Regions from separate parts of the Sus scrofa genome. Here region 2 is linked to region 1. A link is a contact called in public HiChIP or PLAC-seq data. All regions are on one chromosome and are shown on one strand. Each heading gives the region's core, a stretch centred on a gene start, on an enhancer-like site or on the middle of the called end of the contact. The rest is flanking DNA. Distances are from core to core; before and after follow the strand shown. Region 1 holds the start of ADGRG6 (adhesion G-protein coupled receptor G6). Region 2 holds the start of VTA1 (vacuolar protein sorting-associated protein VTA1 homolog).

The links. HiChIP or PLAC-seq counts read pairs in DNA pulled down with a chosen protein or histone mark.
Region 2: an H3K27ac HiChIP or PLAC-seq map of alveolar macrophages shows a contact between it and region 1. The contact joins the promoter of VTA1 here to the promoter of ADGRG6 in region 1. A contact is called at or near these places in 1 of 5 promoter capture datasets (liver), 5 of 47 Hi-C or Micro-C datasets (embryonic fibroblasts, fibroblasts, liver and 1 more) and 1 of 2 datasets of contacts at active chromatin or transcription factors (alveolar macrophages).

The regions. Positions count from the first base shown.
Region 1 is chr1:22,798,448-22,804,714 of Sscrofa11.1, reverse strand. It overlaps ADGRG6 (adhesion G-protein coupled receptor G6), which reads left to right and starts at 2,549. Exons shown (of 26, transcript XM_021087195.1): 1 at 2,549-3,313.
Region 2 is chr1:22,921,006-22,927,272 of Sscrofa11.1, reverse strand. VTA1 (vacuolar protein sorting-associated protein VTA1 homolog) reads left to right here and starts at 3,412. Exons shown (of 8, transcript XM_021087275.1): 1 at 3,412-3,606. The coding sequence starts at 3,495.

The sequences.
Region 1 (6,267 bases), core at 1,300-3,799:
CATGTGGCCATGAGTACCTAAAGGGTCCTTGATGTGCCCATCCTGTAGTTTCTGTTTCTTTAGAAAACTCTGCTAAGTCTGGTTTTATTTATTTATTTATTTATTTATTTATTTATGTCTTTTTAGGGCCGCACCCGTGGCATATGGAAGCTCCCAGGCTAGGGATCAAATCAGAGCTGCAGCTGCTGGCCTATGCCACAGCCACAGCGATGCCAGATCTGAGCTGAGTCTGTAACCTACACCACAGCTCATGGCCAATGCCAGATCCTTAACACACTGAGCGAGGCCAGGGATGAAACTCCCATCCTCATGGATACTAGCTGGGTTCATTAACTGCTGAGCCACGACAGAAACTCCTGGTTATTTTTATTTCTTTGTTTTCCCTTATGTTTCCTGATTTCTTTGAGCTTTAGAATTCTAGGAGTGGAATAGCTACATATGTAAGCTTGGAATCAGATCCTTCCCCAGTTGAGCCTTCAGATAGGACCACAGCCTTAGCCAACACCTTCATTCCAGCTCTCATGAGAGACACTGACTCAAGTGTACTCAGGTCCCTGAACCTGAGAACTGTGAAATAATAAATGTTTTTGCTTTAATAATATTCTATGAATGGAACTCAAATTCCCTTGAGACAGTGTCTCGTAATAGAGACTGATTTGAATTGCAAGACCTACGTCCTAGCTCCTGGTCACTTCTAGCTAGTTTATGCAACTCTCACATCTCTGTGTCTCATTTCCCTGTCTGTAATATGAAAGGCCTGGACACTGGAACTTTAGTTTTCCTTAAGTGCTACAATTCAATGTCTCTGTTAATCATACTGTTTATTTATCAAAATAAATACTGATAAAAATCACCAGAACACACCCTAGGTTTTCAGGCCTTTGGATTTGCTGGCAGTGTTCCAGCTTCCTTTGAACTGATAGCTGTCTCTGTTCAAGTGCTGCTTTACCTTTTTTTTTTTTCTCCTCATCCCAACAGTTCTCTATCACTAGCCAATCAATATACATTTTTTGTACTTTTGTGTGTTACCTGTGTGTGGATGCATGTGTGTGCAGGCTCACACTTCAAACTGGGCTCCTCTGGCTTTGGATGTGTACACAGCACTGGCATTCAAAGTTTTGCCTCCAACATTTTCATGGATTAACTCTGGCGCTACCCAAGGGGAGGGACCGTCTTCGACAGTGTGAGTTTTTTTTTTCCTCTTCTCATTTCCAAGGAGGTGTGTCCAGCTCCCTTTGCCAAGCAGCTACTTTATAGGAACATTGGAGTCCAGGCAGTGGACTTTCCCCATTGAGTAACTGGATTTGCATTTGCAAATCAATCCTGCTGAATGTTATGTGAATATCTTCTGGGCCTCATGTTATTATTCCCTCACTTTTTTCTTTTTTTAAAATGATGTAGATTTTAAAAGGAGGCAGGATTTATCTAGACCTATCCCTGAGTCACAGTGAAGCCACAGAAGAGGGTTCAAGGAGGAGGGTCCCAGGTAACTGGTGAAGTTTGTCCTAGCCCCGCCAAGTTTTGGCTTTCACTGAATCTCTCTGCACCCACTCTCACATCTCTCAAACTGTTTCCATCTCATATCATAGCAGAAATACATCTTTCCAGAAGGGATCTGAACAATCCAAACTAAGGCAATGGCAAAGCTTTAGTGTTACCACTCCCTGAGGTATTTAGATGCATTTCAACAAAAGACAACGTTCTAAGCCAAAAGGATGGAACAACAAGTATCAACAACTCAGTAGGAGAAGGTAGTGGATGTGCTTCTGTGCTGGGCATAGGTATATTGCCACTGCCGCCAGCTCAGCTTCTTCTTAAGGCTGGTCTTCATCCTTGGTTGGAGACAGGTGCGTTCGTTGAGAGGCACTCAATTCCTCTGTCCCAGCAAAGACCAAGAGATGTGGGGATGTACGGGGGGCTGAGTGTCCTCTGAAGACAAACTGACACTGATTACTAGAAAGAAAAGGAATAAAAGAAGAGAGAGGGAGTTCCTGTTGTGACAGTGGTTAACGAATACCACTAGTAACCATGAGGCTCGCTCAGTGAGTTAAGGATCCGGCGTTGCTGTGAGCTGTAGTGTAGGTCGCAGATGCGGCTCGGAACCCCGCGTTGCTATATGGCTGTAGCGTAGGCCTGGGAACCTCCATGTGCCGCAAAAGACAGGGGAAAAAAAAAAAAAAAAAGGAAAAAAAAAAAAAAAAAAAAAAAAAAAGAAGGAAGAGAAGAGATGAGACAAGAGGAAAGAGAAGAAAAGAAAGGGACAGAAAAGTAAAGGAAAAGCAAGTCAGTGGCTCGGGAACTTGGCAGAGGGGTCCCGCGCAGACGCCGGTGGAGTGGCAGCGCGGCACCCCGGCTGGCAAGCGGGCAGGGAGATGCCCACATCGCCACTGCCGTTCCAAGCTGCTTGTTTCTTGAGGCGGGTGGCGGAGGAGAGGTCCTCATGGATTCAGGGCGCCAGGCTATCAGGTGACCTCCGGGTCTGCCCCGCCCCCTCCCACGCCTGGCAGCTGGGCCCGGCCCAGCGCCAATCTACAACCCACCCCACCCCACCCCGGGTCCCGGCAAGTTGCCCCTCGCAGTCCCGGGAGTGCCTCTTCTGCCCCGCAGCGAGGCTTCTCCCTTCTGCTCCCAGGCGGGATCCTGGGTGGGGTGGCTGCGCCTGCGGGACAGCCCCCGCAGCGGAGCGCCGAAGCTGGGGCCGCCCCAGGGCCGCGCGGGCCAGGCCAGAGACAGCGAGCCGCTGGGGCAGCCGCACCTGAGCCCCCAGCTCCCGCTGAGCCTCGGCGCCGGAAGCGCGGGCGGGGTGGATCTGCCCCGAGAGCAGCGCGAGCTCGCGGGGGCACGAGAGCCACAAAGGGGTGACCACGTGCCGCCGCGCGCCGGCGGAGCCGAGGACCTGCCGAATCGGTCCCCTCTGCCCACCCGCACCCTCCTGGGAGCACCCGGGGCGCCCGGAACACCCAGCACCAGCTCAGAGGCTGACCCAACCTCTTCAACGTTTTCGTCCTAACTTTTCTCCAACTTCTCTGGGAGGAGGAACCTGCCGCCCCGCCCGCCTCCTGCCCTCCTTAATCAGCACTTGAACTCGGGAAGCGCGGGCCTTCCACCTTGCGCCGTCGGGAGCGCTGGCGAGGAGCCGCTACCGGGAAGCCCCGATGAACTCTCCAGAAAGAGCGTGAAGGAGGGTCCAGCCTCTGTGCTCGGCCCGGGCGCCCGAGGGGCTCCATCGGGGAACTTGGAGTAGCAGAGACGGGGAAGGTGGCGAAGAATGACCGTGCGGCTCCTGGGGACCTCAGCTGAGTAATGCCAACATGTAAGTTTCCCTTCTCAGCTCAGAATTCCTTCACACCTTTACCTGTGTCCCCCTCCCCCACTTCCTTTAAAGGGTTTTATAAGGGCTTCAGCCGCATTGACAGAATAAACCGGTTTGTCTTCACTTCGCCCCTCGAGGCACTGATTAGTGAACTGGGGTTGCCTGACGGAGCTGTGACATGTGTGTGCGGCTGGCTGTTTTTCCAGCGAGGTAAACCTCACATTTGGGCGGCGTAAAGCATAATAAAAAGGGCAGGGCTTCAAGAATGGGGAAAACGTTTTCGATTCAAATTAAACAAGGAGTCACAGGCGCGGCTGCTCCATCCAGGGCCCTGGCCCTGCCAAGAAAGCGCTCTTCTGGATCAGCACCTGGGGGTTTGGAAGGTACTAGTATGCCGAGAAAATGTTGACTTTACACATTGTCACCCTTGACTGTAGAAGTTATTCTTGGATCTTTGGGTTATTTGAATGGTTAAAAAAAAAAAAAATAGAAGCGCGCAGAAAAGGTTCTCCATGTGCTTTGTAGATTAAAAAGTAATTAAGAAAGATGTCATTTTACGTGGTAGGATCCGTGAAGCGACTTGTAGAGAAGTAGAAGTGAGGGCTATATGGTGATGAAACGCTTAGAGAAACCTAATGGGTTTTGTTTCTATGAAATTGTCATCTAAGTGGTAAGACGCCTGAGAGCGACCCCGCGAAAGGGCCACCGAACACCGCCTGGCCTTCTATAATGGAAAAAAGAAGGTTGTGCTCTAAAGGGCCAAGCTTATTTCTGTGGCCAACTCAGAGGTTACTTTTTCTTGTAATATGTAATTTTCCCTCTGGTGTTTTGTTTAATCTTGGGCAGACACCCTGACAGACATTTTACTCCCTTCCACTAATATAGAAGAGTTTATAGAAATTGATACTCACTCCCTCACCCTCGCCCCCAATTTCTGGAACCTTATTTGTTTCCATTTAAATTTCCTCTTTCAGTTTAGTAACTGGGAAAAGACGTGCCCATCAGGCTCTTTCTTCCCCTTCCTTGTAGCAGCTACCTCCCTCCTGCTAGCACACATTTTCGAAATAGGAAAAGGGGTAGTGCCCAGAAGTCTAGCACTTTGCAGCTCTGTTCCTGGTAGTGAGCAGTGTAATTAGAAAGGAACCACTTATTTTTATTAAACTGCATGTGAAGTCATTCCACACCTGTGAGTTTTAAAGTTTCCTTTATGCCAATGGAATCAACAAAGTATAACCTGGAAGAATTTATTTTGGGATACAGCCAATGGTCTCCTATAAGACTTGTTCTCATATACAGGCAGCACATTTTCAATGAATGTGAGTTTGTTTTAAACTTCAGTTTTTCCTAAAAATATGGTAGAGTAAACAGCAGATATTTGTTTTGCTTCCTTTCAGCTTTCCTGGGCAATTTAGATCTTATGGGGAAAAAACTACATTATACATAAAAAAAAAATGAACACCAGGTTTTAAAGTAAAAGATATGAAACTGATCAACAAGTGATGGAAAAGTTTCCTCATTATGAAATTGTTATAAAGTCCATTCGAATTTTATATGATTAAAAAAATCTTATGTCAGTGTAGACTAAAACCATGAATATTTTATCAGGTAAAATGTAGAGTTTACTACTATGATTTAAGTTTCATTATTGACCTATTTTGACTGAATGTTTTCCCATTTCTTGCCAGATCATAACTGTTTCTATTTTCCATTTTGCTGTTTATACTTCATATAGAATGATTGAAGATGATCAGACTCTTTTTAGACTTTAGTATGTTAGAATATATGGAAGTAATATCAAACTTCTGAAGGTAAATATTCCTACGATCTTGCTGAAAAATGTTAAAATAGGGAACGTAAACTGTATTATCTTTTAAATTTTAATTTTAGTAGATTCAAGTGCACAAAGTATTTAAGTATATTTCTGCCTACTCCTTGTGCGTAGAACGTATTTGTATATTGTTATACTCAAGTTCTGGAATTACAGACTTTATAAGTATACTTTGGAGTTGTAATGACTGCATATTTTTCATATCTTAAGAAATTTAATAGATTTAGCAAGACTTGCATTAATTGGTCTCAAGCTGCATGAAGCTACTGTTCCATTTATGGCTTATATAAATTACATGACATTGTGCTTTTCCAATGTGAATGGTGAATGAGGCTATTGTCTCTTGGCTTATGGGAAATATTAGAAGCTTGTAGTTTTACTGCCCAACTGGACACGTCACTCTGATTTCTGGAAATAATGATTTGAAAGAGAATCAGTTTATGTATTAAAAATAAACTGACAACCACTTCCTTAGACCTGACCATTTTTCTCACTGCCCATATCTTACAAAGTTTACATTTCTGATGGGATGATCAAAGGTTTCTAGAGACTATTTCGACTTCAGACTAAATAGTAAAAGACTTTGTTCAATGTGTGTGGCATGCTTGGGTAAAAACCTTATCTTTCCATTTCATTTCTAGTTAGGTGACATTATTCCATGATCTACATTGGACATCATTAAGAAGCACACTGAGTAACTGGGGAGATCACATTTGAAGGACATTTCAGTTGTAACTAAAAATGCCAGTAAAACTTGAGTGTTCTGAGTGTTATCTTACCTTCCTTTGTGAGCAGTGCTCAGGATGGAATTATTTGGAATGTTTTAAGGAAAACTTTAATATTTCTAAATTGAAAACATGTATAGCAAATATGACCAAGGCTTAACATATTTAATGTAGAATTGGTTAAAAGAATCACAAATCACCAAGAAAACTGTTTATAATGGAAAACTATACAAATGACTTGAACACGCCAATCCAAATAAAGGAAATCCAAATGAGACACTATTTCTTTTATCAAGCTGGCAATGACTAAGGCAATAATACTCAGCAGTGATGAGTGTCATAAGATAAACACCGATACCCTTCAGTGTAAATGTGTATTTTGTGTATTTAACTTTATATAC
Region 2 (6,267 bases), core at 2,163-4,662, 120 kb before region 1:
CATCAGCGTCTTCTCTTTCAGTCTCCTGCTGGACAGTTAAGGGGAAAAGATTCTCTATTTTAGGGGATGCTAATCCATCAGAATGTGAGTTTCATGTACTGGAAAACAAATTTTTACCATATAGAGCATACCCAAAAGATACATTACCCTGATTACATTAGTTGAACCCTGTCCTTTCCTACCGAAATAGTTGTGACCATAATTAGAACAGAAAGTTTTGTTGTGAGATGAGTTTTGCTGGAGTCCAGGGAATGGTGCAAAACATTTAACCTTTTCCATCAAAACACCAGTTATTTCTGGTCTCTCTCCCTTTTCTTCTCCCTATGTTTCCTCCCACCCCCTGTGTCTGCCCTCCCCTAACCTAACTTGCCAAGATTCTAGCCACAGCCTAGAGGGTGATGTCACATCTTTCACCAACTGATCAGAGTTAGAGGGAAGAGAATCTAGGTCTTTCTTCATAGTAAAGTATGCCAGTAAATTCATAATTGTAAGACACTAACCAGAAAAACTTAGCTTAGTCTCTTAGTACATACTTTGTTTCATAGCATAATTTCCATGTATTGCTATGTTAACAATGTTTCTGTTACTTTTCTCCCTCATCTTATCCGGTAAAGGGGTACAGTACTTAGAAAAAGGAAAGAATGTGTTGGCAGGTGGAGTAAAAACTAATTCTAACCATTTCTTTTTTCTTTTCTTTTCTTTTTCTTTTTTTCGTCCCTCCTCTCCTAGAAGTTACGCTCAAGATTCATGCTCATTTGAGAAAGGTACTTTGAGCAACCTCCAGTCCTGGAGGGAGAGATCAGGAGAATAATAGGAAGGTACAGCTTTCACTAGGAAGAGGAACATTTGATTTTCAGACAAAAGATGATGAAATTGAGAAAATATAAAATACAAAGATATATTGGTCTAGAGTGGCATTAAAGTCAAGTAGCAGCCGTAGGTTCACAGGCTCTGAAACCAAAGTACCTAGATTTTAAGGTCAAACTCATACTTACTGGCTGTGACCTGGTATAGTTTACATAAATTCTATTTTATTTTTCTCATCTGTAAAATAATGAAAATGATAATATCTTCTTCACAGGGTTATGGTCAAGATTAAATGAGCTGATGTAAAGTCGCTAGAAACATGCCTGATACATAGTAGATGTTGGGGAAAGTGTTACCTAATTACTCTTACTTTGTTGTGGCAGGGGGTAGGTTAAACAATTCATATTGGCTGAACTTAATTTCAACAGCAGGAAGTGCATTTTCTGACCAAGGCAATCAGGCTGGAGGATCTGACTGGAAGAGAGTAGGGAAGAAACATTAGCCCTGTACTGGTGATTCACTAGAGCATTGGCCCTCAACCTTGGATGTGCCATTAATATTTCCTGAACACTTAAAAAAAAAATACTGATATTTAGGATCCAACCCAGAGCAATTAAATCTGAATGCCCCGGGGGCAGGGGTGGGGAATAGGACCTAGACAGGAGGTTTTTTTGTTTGTTTGTTTTGTCTTTTTGTTTTTTTTAGGGCGCACCCGTGGCATTTAGAGGTTCCCAGGCTAGGGGCCTAATTGGAACTGTAGCCACCAGCCTACACCACAGCTCACAGCAACGCGGGATCCTTAAACCACTGAGCAAGGCCAGGGATCAAACCGGCAACCTCATGGTTCCTAGTCAGATTGGTTAACCACTGAGCTACAACGGGAACTCCCTAGATAGGAGCTTTTAAAAAATTTCTGGGGTGAACTTTAAGGACAACCATAGTTGAGAATCAAGAATAGGAAAATAATAAATGAGAAGTCATAAGGACAGAGAAATGACATTTATGGTTATGCCATTCTGCTTTGCTTCATTAATTTCTCTACCAACTCAGCAACTTCCGACTGGATAGTAGGAATAGAGAAGGAGAAAGAAATACTATTTTTGTCTGTTCGGTCTGCTACAACAAAATACCACGGACTGGGCAGCTTATGAACTATAGAAACCTGTTCCTCACAGCTCTGAAAGCTGGAAGGTGAAGATTTGGGTGCCAGCACAGTCAGGTTCTGGTGGGACCCTCCTCCACGCTGCAGACTGCTGATTTCTCCCTGTATCTGCAAATGGTGGAGGGACAGTCTAGCTTGTGGGGTCCCTTTTATATGGGCATTCATCTCATTCATGAAGGCTCTGTGTGCACGACCTAACCATATGCCAAGGGCCCCACCTTTGGCATTCAGTTTCAACACACAAATTTTGGGGAGACACAAATATTCAGTCCACAGTACACACGTTCTCAAGTGGTAATGAATGTGTTGCTGAAATTGGGGAGAATACAGAATTCAGTTCATTGCAAAAAAAAGAAAAAAGGCAGCCTCCTGATAAGATGATGTAGTCTGCAAACATGGATAGACAAAAGATGTGGACTGGAGGTTATACAGGACAAGGAGCAGGTTCTGCTGAGGTCACGGGTGGGATAGGATGGGTGGAGTGTGGATTAGAGAATAGGCAGATGGAAATTTCAGAGCTTGAGATCTTGTTTCTTTGAGATGGTGCAATTTCCATGAAAATTAGTTTTAAGATGAACTCTCAAAACTGGGGACTGAGATAAAATAAATAAAGATGAAGGGTATTGGAGGAGGTAAATAAAGAGTAAAGTCCTGAAAAATTATAGGATGGAGAGGAGAGAAAAATAATTGATGTCACTGATGGTAACAGTGATGGGAAAAGTTGATGCCTACCTACAAAGTACGAGTCGGCAGCATTGAACAAGAATTATTATTTGAACGCCTTATCTGTGCAATCACAAGATAATAACTGTCAAAAGACTTTGCAAATAGTTCATCACTCTCCAGAAACTACCGACCTACAAATTATTCATTCACTAGTGTTTGTGGTAACCAGCTCAGAAAAAAAAAGTTCAATTTTTTTTTAAGCTTAACGTGTTTAGTATTTAAGTTAAAAAAGCGGCTGGTTATTTTATCCAATGTGTCAACACAAAAAAGTGTAATTCAACATTTTAAACACATCATCTCTCATCTTACGCAAGAATTGCATTTAAAGTTTCTAAAATTGGAAAGGCTTCTAGGGACTCTATTAGTACAACCTGAGGAACTGGAAGAGAAAATTCCTGAATGATGCCAAAGGCAATTCACGCCTTTACCCTTTCTGCCAATTAACAATCATTATTTTCTTTTTGTTTTTCCCTTTCTATCTTCTGACACAAAAGGGGGGTCGAGGGTGGAAACAAAGAAAATAAAACAATCTCTTTTCCCTTCTGCCAGCAGCCAGCAGAGAGCGCTGGTGCCATAAGCAGCTTAACCGCGAAGCTGCTCAGCCTCCTCGGGGCACTAAACTGCTACGAGCCAGACAAGCGGAGGCTGTCCCTGTTGGGAACCCGTAATTGACCTGCTGTTGCTGAGCAACAGGGAAATGGGCGGGACTTGCTGTGCCCGTGCTTGCGCGCGCCCTCCGAAGACGGAAGCGGAAGTGTCGGCGGCGCGCGAGTAGGAAGTGGTGGTTCTTGGGGTGGAGATGGCCGCGCTTGCTCCGCTGCCCCCGCTGCCTCCGCAGTTTAAGAGCATTCAGCATCATCTGAGGACGGCTCAGGAGCATGACAAGCGGGACCCTGTGGTGGCATATTACTGTGAGTCTGTCCGTGTCGCCGCGGCCCTCATTACCCTCCCGGGCCCACAAAACTGCCTCTTGGTTCTTAAGTCAAGGCCCCGCCCCCCTGGCTTTAGACCTAGCTTTGACCTCTGACCCTCTGACCTTCTGTGGGAATCCCTAGGGCCCCGCCCTCCTCAGGGATCCCCACATTCTCTCTGGAACCCCGCAAGCCCCAGAAAGGCAAAACTTCAAAAGCACGGCGGTGGCCACCAGCTCTCCAGTCTTGTGCTTAAATATTTTTAAACTGATCACATAGGCTCATGAGCTCTTAAGGTTTTCTTTCTGTATGGACGTCCGAGAGCCTCCAGCCCCCACCAGGGTTTCCTGAAAATACCCTGAATATCCTGGAATTAATCTGAGTAGTTAAGTAATTGAGTTGGGGTTAAAACATAGGTAAGTGTCCTAAAGACAGTAGTGATGTGGACAAAAGGGAGATGAATTGATTGAGAACATAGTAATAAGTGCAGATTAATTGTGACAACATGCAAGTCCATTCACAAATTCATAATGAAGAGTAGCTGCTACAAAACAAGCACTTGGGTTAGACCATTCCTCCTTTTGCATCCAGACTACTCTTTCCCACTAATGAGGATCTTTGGTTTTAACTTCTTTGAATAATACCTGGGGCTGAGACGTTTGGTAGCAGTATTCTCACTTTGGTTGACTGTAATACACATAATCTACAGTTGATGAAACACACAGATTAAGTTTGTTCATACTTTTTCCTTTGCAGTGAAGATAGTAGGTCCAGTAAACTTTATTTTATATTACATAGTCTAACTTAATTGCATATAAAACAAGTGACCAAACAACTATAAAGTTTCTGAAAAGGACTTTTAGCTTTGAGAAGCTCAATATAATGTGTCCTCTGTTGTGGACATTATAAGATTAGCTAAAATACTGTCCACTGTTATCGTTGCCATACGCCAGGTGTCTCCCGCTTTGATTTCTCAAATATGCAAGGCCCTTTCAAACCTCTGCTCTCTTCCCTTTCTTGGGTTGTCTGCCTTTTTTCTCCACTTGGAGAACTCTTCATGATTCAGGTTCTTATGTATGTATGTATGTATGTATCTTTTGTCCTTTTTAGGGCCGTACCCACAGCATATGGAGGTTCCCAGGCCAGGGGTCTAATCGGAGCTGCAGCTGCGGGCCTACGCCACAGCCATGACAGCGCCAGATCTGAGCTACGTCTGAGACCTACACCACAGCTCATCGCAATGCCGGATCCTTAACCCACTGAATCACTGAGTGAGCCCAGGGATCGAACCCTCAACCTCATTGTTCTTAGTCTGATTCGTTTCCACTGCGCCAGGACGGGAACTCCAAGGTTCTAATTTAAATGTCACCTTTTCTGTAGACCGTAAGTTAATTACTCTTAAGGCTATACCTTATTTTGTTCAAATCTTAACAGCATTTTCCATTAGACTTGTTTTTCAGGTACCTCAAGCAGGGACCATTAGTCATTCATTCAGTTTGTATTTATTGAATTCTACCTATGCACTGTGGCTGTACAGTTCCTGTATTCATGGAACTTATCTACTATGAAGTGGGGAGATTAAGTAATAATATGAGTATATTATATAGAATATTAAAAAATTATAAGAAAAATAAAGCAGGGGAAAAAATAGGGAGTACCAAGAGTAGGGCGGTAGGAAGTGAGGAGGGGATTTCACTTTAAAAGTGGTCAGGAGGAGTTCCCATCAAGGCTCAGCAGTAAAAATAAAAATGGTCAGGAACTGGGTAAGTGAATACTCTAATGATGGGTGACAGATTCTTTTCTAGTCTTAAAACAAATTTTGAGGCAGACCTAATTAAAATGTCAGCCAAGAAAAATTATTAAAAATATTAATTGATGATAAGTGATGATGGGTTTAGCTTATAAGCAGAAGGAATTTAAAGACTTCAGTGAATTTGCTGTGACAGCGCTTCCATTCTCATCTGCTTCTTTATGAGAATGAATTTTCTCTTTTGTTAAATTCATAAAAAATGAAAGTAGGGATAGAACCAGTATTCTACACTGGTTCATTCTGAGGATAAATCATATTAATTCATAAAAAGGCAATTTAACCCATAATGTATTTCCAAGGAAATTTTTATTTTTGTATTTAATGACTAAAAAATACATATTCATGTTGTTTTGATCAATTATACATTACAATAATTGCAAAAATTCATTTCCTGAAGGAAAATTTTGACACATATTCACATACTTTCTCTCACGGGAGCTGTATTCATGGAGCTTACCTACTATGAAGGAAATTTACAAAAATTTCAATTTCAATTTCTATACACTTTTTTTGCAGAGCAGCATGATAGGATAATCAAGGCAGTACTTTTTTTTTTTGTCCATGCCTTCAGCATGAAGTTCCTGGGCCAGGAATGGAACCCACGCCCCAGTAGCAACCAGAGTCATATCAATGACATTGCCTATGACAATGCCTGATCCTTAACCCACTGAGCCACCAGGGAACCTCCAAATATATTTTTTTATAATAAAATTCTGCAGGATAAGTAAATAGGAGTATAGGTTAAAAGAAAATACAAGTGTATTTTTTCTCACTTAAATAAAGAGCTTTTTGTATCTTAAATTATAATAGCAAATATTGAAACTGATATAATTTTTAGATGTCAATATTGG